2 separate regions of the Bicyclus anynana genome follow, and region 1 is linked to region 2. A link is a contact called in public Hi-C data. All regions are on one chromosome and are shown on one strand. The core of a region is the stretch at or near the end of the contact, and the rest is flanking DNA. Distances in the headings are between cores, read along the strand shown.

What was found. Hi-C and Micro-C count contacts between places; a contact is called where the count stands out from the background.
Region 1: a Hi-C map of whole larva shows a contact between it and region 2, with 2.7 times the contacts expected there. The contact joins the enhancer-like site here to the promoter of LOC128199928 in region 2. A contact is called at or near these places in 2 of 2 Hi-C or Micro-C datasets (whole body and whole larva).

Annotation. Positions count from the first base shown.
Region 1 is chr4:5,494,759-5,497,458 of ilBicAnyn1.1, reverse strand. The region is part of intron 1 of LOC112058452 (serine/threonine-protein phosphatase 2A regulatory subunit B'' subunit beta); the gene reads right to left. Among protein-coding and RNA genes, the nearest start is that of LOC112058452, 22 kb to the right of the region's middle. Within about 2 kb of position 1,413, at least 4 of the 8 cell types and tissues checked have open chromatin away from gene starts, as enhancers often do.
Region 2 is chr4:5,322,298-5,325,243 of ilBicAnyn1.1, reverse strand. It overlaps LOC128199928, which reads right to left and starts at 1,368. Exons shown (of 4, transcript XM_052891571.1): 1 at 175-1,368. The coding sequence starts at 1,047. LOC112052924 reads right to left here. Exons shown (of 8, transcript XM_052891566.1): 8 at 1,208-1,371. The coding sequence ends at 1,208.

The DNA of each region.
Region 1 (2,700 bases), core at 164-2,663, 170 kb before region 2:
CTTATAGTTTATAGTTAGATATATAACAAACGGGACAACCAATGCTATAATAACTGTTATAGAATAAAACATTACAACCCTGCCAACTGTCACAGTAGCTTGGTGGGTATAAGGCCTAAGCTTTCCCAACAATGTAAATAGAAATATACCAATAGCGGTGCAATCGGAAATATGCTCTCATGTCTTTCATGTTCGGACAAAAGAGATGGGATTACTCCGCCGTCATTGGTCGACATTTAAAATAACATTTCTCTTCACAAGATCGCATAGAGATACCGATGTGCTCTCATACAAAGAAACACACAATAAAACAAAAACAACCTTCCTGAAAACTAAAACAATGCAATCCCTGAACAAAATAACCTTTCATTTTCTCGTGGCCGCCGTATTTTCATATTTTCCGTGTAACATGGATATAAATACAAGTCTCCCGGTGTGTTTATTTTGTATCTGTGTCAAGGTGTAAACGGAGTTGTGGTCACGCGCGTCCCGCGGGTGGTCCATTTCCGGTTACGGTATACATAATGTAGTTTCCGGTGTTCAATCGTGGTCGTGGTCGGTGTAATGGGACGTCACTATGTCTGATTGTCAAGAAATATTTTAGCAGGTCATTGCGGTACTGGAGTAGAGTAGTCATTACCAGTTTATTATAACAGCTTACTAGCTAGCTTAGCTAGACCTCCCTCCTTATAGCAGAGGGGATAATATGGAACTTGGACCCACCTGGCTTGCAACACGCTAATACGAATAACTCAACCTATTTGAATTTCTATACGAATGTGATAAACTAAAATCTACAATATTAAAAAAAATACGCAACGGTGTAGGAAAAACATCGTGAGGAAACCTACATCCCTGAGATTGTATTTAATTCTCTACGTCTGCCAATCCGCATTTAGCCAGCGTGGTGGACTAAGGCTTAACCCCTCTCATACTGACAGGAGACTCGTGCTCAACAGTGAGCCGAATATGGGTTGTTAATGATGATGATGATGATAATGACTCGTACACGCAGATTTTGTAGACGTAAAAGAATGTTAAAGACAAAGACTTATAGCATGTGAGGCGCTTAAATTGGTTAACATTCAATAGATATACTTATATAAATAATTAAGATTTAATAATAAAACGACATATTAATATTTGAAATACCAGACAGTACGCATGTTACTTTAAAAGGACATAATATAGATTGCGCAGGTATGTCGTTCGCTCTCTCGCGGTAGACAAAGGAACCAAATCGACTTCCTGCTTTGGCAATTAGCTGTTACTGTTCCATTTACTTGATAGGGATGCTACAAGTATTTCCTGGAACAATATAATATAATGTACAAAGTAACTACTCGTAGCTGTTTCAAGAGGATACGTTCGCTTCGTAAAGGTAGCATTCGGTTCTTGGCAACCGCGACCTGCGACGGCGACCGGTTGTACGACCCACTGCTCCACGCCTACCAGTCGCGCGACGCGGTTTTGGGATTTGTTTAGTGTGCTATATAAATTCACTAGCTGACGGCGCGGTTTCACCCGCGTGGTTCCCGTTACCGTAGGAATATGGGGATAATATTGCTACGGGAACTAACTAACACTGAAACAATTTTTCAAATCGGACCAGTAGTTCCTGAGATTGGCGCGTTCAATCAAACAAACAAACAAACTCTTCAGTTTTATAATATTAGCATAGACACTAAGCAGTGGATCATGCGACCCGGTCGCGGTCGCAAATTGTGGTTGCCAAGAACCGAATGCTACCTTAAGTTAATTAGTTATCTGTGACAGTAAAATAGATACTTGATACTGTTTTCTAGAATCTAGATAAAACACTATTTGAGTTATACAAGCTCCCAGCGTTTACATAGTCCAGTAGTGCAGGTTAGTACTGATTAATTTAATTGGACCGGATAAATTGGGCGTATTTACGAGTATATCATAATTTTAGGTTCCTAAAACTTTTATACTATTAACCAATAAAATATTTAAGCGGCGGGGACCAAAGCGTAAAAAAATATTTGGCCTGAAATTAGCGTTAAATTAGTACATTGACTCTACTCGTACATCCTAGTAATAAAAGTAGCTCTTTTTGCCCTATAAATAAGTAGACGATTTGATGACCGCCCGCTCTAGTTCTTACTCCTATTGTCCTATTTCACTGATGATGACGCGAACGTGCACAAGGAAGTCCGTTTCGATCTCTTTTGCCTCGTTGTAATTTTACAATGGATTTTGAGAATGATTTTCCTTTGTCTTTTCTTTAGAATTTTAGATTATCTTTTTTTTTTAATATAGGTGCCTATATGATATTAATGTTATAAAGGCGAATGTGTTAGTATAGTTAATAGTTACTCCGTCAACCCTGGTTTAACATAGGCTATTCGAACGGCTTCCGCTTATCATATTTAGCTAATCAATTTTTTAAATATGGCTAATATTGCCCTCCCTTGTCCAACTAAGCAAAAACCTTGTGCTAAGAGTAGTTATGACAGTAGTCCAACGGACGGGAGTCGAACCGTAGACACCCTTAGAAAACAGAATTTAGCAACTTCTGAGCACTTTTTTAATACTAGTTTCGTTTTTTAAACCAGTCTAGCTAGCTTATTCACCATTTTGGTCTTTATTATCAAATTATTAAAATAAACATCAAACCAATTGGCAAAATGTTATTTACCTATACCCGGTTGATTTCCACCAGTAAGCACCGGATAA
Region 2 (2,946 bases), core at 119-2,618:
ATAATATAATATAGTACCTATAACTCTGTCCATAATTCTATTTCAGTTTTTGTTCGTACATGGCTAAATGACGACATGTTAACAAATAGTCGCGAATAAATATTTACTTTGGCGCATACACGCAATACTTAGTATAATACGTACTGCTATATTTTAAATTAATTGGTTCCTTACCTGTGCTCTGATAATAACGTCGTGTGGTCCTCGCCATGTGGTGGCTGCTGGTGACTTCCTCTTAGCCAACTCTAGAGTGGCTTCGCTGGGGCATCGTTCGAACATAAGAACACGCTCTGCTACAGAGCCGCGCGTGAGGAACGGCCTCACAGGCGTGGCGCCTTGCGCGGAGGCGGCCTCGCCGGCGGCGCCAGCGCTGGACGCGCGGCGAGCTCGCGCCTCAAATTTAGACCTGGCTTCTGTAACGTGCGACCCGAAAGAAGCTCTCCTCTCCCCACTCGCTCCCGCTGCCGGCTTCCTCGCTCCCGTGTCCAACCGATCCTGATACCGGCTCTTAGCGTAGTCCACGAGCGATATGGGGGGAACCACGTCAGGTCTCTCGGCGGGCCGTTCGGCGACGACCCCACCTGTACGCAAAGCGCGCAGAAGTCTCTCTTCCTCTCGAGCGACCTCCAAACGCATCGCTGCATTATCCGGCCGCCTCACACTAGCCCCAGATCCGGCTCCATTCCGCTCCGGTACCAAGTCCGGCGGCAACATAATTTCTACAGTCTCAGTTTCGGGATTCAGGCGCAAATCTCGCCGAGGCTCGGGTCTCTGGTCGCGGAGCTCGGGCCGCTCCCGGATTTCCGGACGGTTGCGGAACTCGGGCCGCTGCTTTATTTCAGGTTTGGGCTCCGGTTTAGGTTTAGTCCGTAAGCTCTCGGCCAACTTGAGGCCGGGCGTGGGCCTGCACGACAGAATCTCCGTGGGCGCGAGGCCGCGCGCTTTCCAAGTCTGATATATAGCTTCCGCATGATCCGAAATCTGTTTGGCGATCGCGGCGATGTCCTCCTCGCCGGTGTCGATCTCCCGGCGCGCCGTGGCCGCCATGGCCGGGCTAGTGCACTACTGCAGCGAGCCCGCGGGCTCCATGAAACACTGAACTGACACTGATTCCACTGTATCCGTAACAAAAAACTGCACTAACGACGTTCGCGATCGGCAACAGTGTAACAGCTGTTAGTATCGCGTGGGGAGTAAACAAAGGCGGTTAGTCGAGAGCGTTCGCGCGATATTCGCGGAGGCTCGGAGTGCTCGAGACAGAACTCGCCGGCGGCGGCACCGCGCGCGGACTGCGGCGCGCGCGGAGGGCCCACGCCGCCGCTCCCTCCCGGCGCGCTCCCGGCGTGTCCTCCTTGCTCACTCGGCTAGCACCTGATAACAATACCACTATTATTCAGTCTGGAGCAGCCTTGCTCAAATTTCTATCATAGGTGTGATGACAGAAATGCTTGGAGGCTATCAGATCAGCTTTCACCGCCACACAGGAAGTAAAAAATTGTAAATAGGTACCTAATATGATTATTGTAAATACTCTAGAATCACTCGAGACTACAAATCAATCAGACTACAATCAGAATCAGAATCATTTATCTGCAAGAAACATTGCATTTTAGATACGAAGATGTAATGCTTCTTGCAAAAATGAGCTTTTAATCCTAATCTATGTTTTTAAATAAGGCCGTATAAGTGTAATGTTGAAATATTAAGCAATAAAAATAAAAATGGAAAACAAATGATTAGCTTTTGTGATATATTTAACAAAGCTTTTTTGCCTATAATTTGCTTGTCTACATATAGGTAATTTCTATGAAACATAATATTTTCTTATCTACATATTAGGAAAGAAATATTCCGTCCTATCCTTCTTTATAACAATGGCTATAGGTATTCGGATCAGTAGGTAGTTACTGAGAAAATCTCGGACATTGCTTAACAATCCTCATAAAAACATACGTCGAGACGGCTCAAACATCCCGTATGTTTGTATGTTAAACAATAATTTAAAGTCAAACACACAACCTCCTTTTTCAAAGTCGAGTAAAAATCAACGCCATCAAAACAAACACACAACTTCCTTTATTAAATCCTGGTAAAAATTTAACGCCTATGATGTGAATACAAACACACAACCTCCTTTTTTTAAGTTGGGTAAAAATCAACGAATATAATGTGAATAGTCGCATAGTCCACCCAGCGCACGGCGCGTGTCGACGCACGCGGCTCGTCGGCCGTCGCGACTCCACGAATAGCGCGCTATTTATTTACGCTCCCCTACTTTTTTACTATTTCCCGCACCGCACAGTCGCGACGCTTTAAACTCGCCTTTTGGTTAATCGCACACTGCTGCGAGAGACGCGAGTGCATTATGAAACTATGACCGTTTATCTAGGATTATAGAACTACGATATGCCACACATCGTAGGATATTGTACTGGCGCCAACTAGAACATGCGGCTTAATGACGTTTTAAATGTTAATACATTGTATTTCGTTCATTTATCGAACTGCTAAACTAAAGCCAAGGTTTTCGAGCGAATATATTCAACTGTTAGTAATTTATTATTTGCTGGATTTCCCATTACGTACTTTTTAGGTAGGTAGTCGAGCTTTTTATATAAGCATATTCACACACACACACACACAGTATACCTTTGTGTGTACCTATACGAGTGTGTGTATGTGTGGAATGGGTACGAGTAAGTATATTTGCTCGTAAAACGAATTCTTGGTGAGAGTGTTAGCATGAGATGATTGCTTGCCATGAGGCCTAAAATCTATTTTAGCTTGGCTCCCATTCGCACGAGAGTTTTTTTAACGGACCTGGAAATAGGCCTTCATTTAACTTCATACTATATTTGAACGCTTTTTTAACGTCCGTTAAAAAAGCTCTCGTGCGAACGAGGGCTAAAGAGCTTTTACATCAAAAATTTCTATCGACTGTTTGAC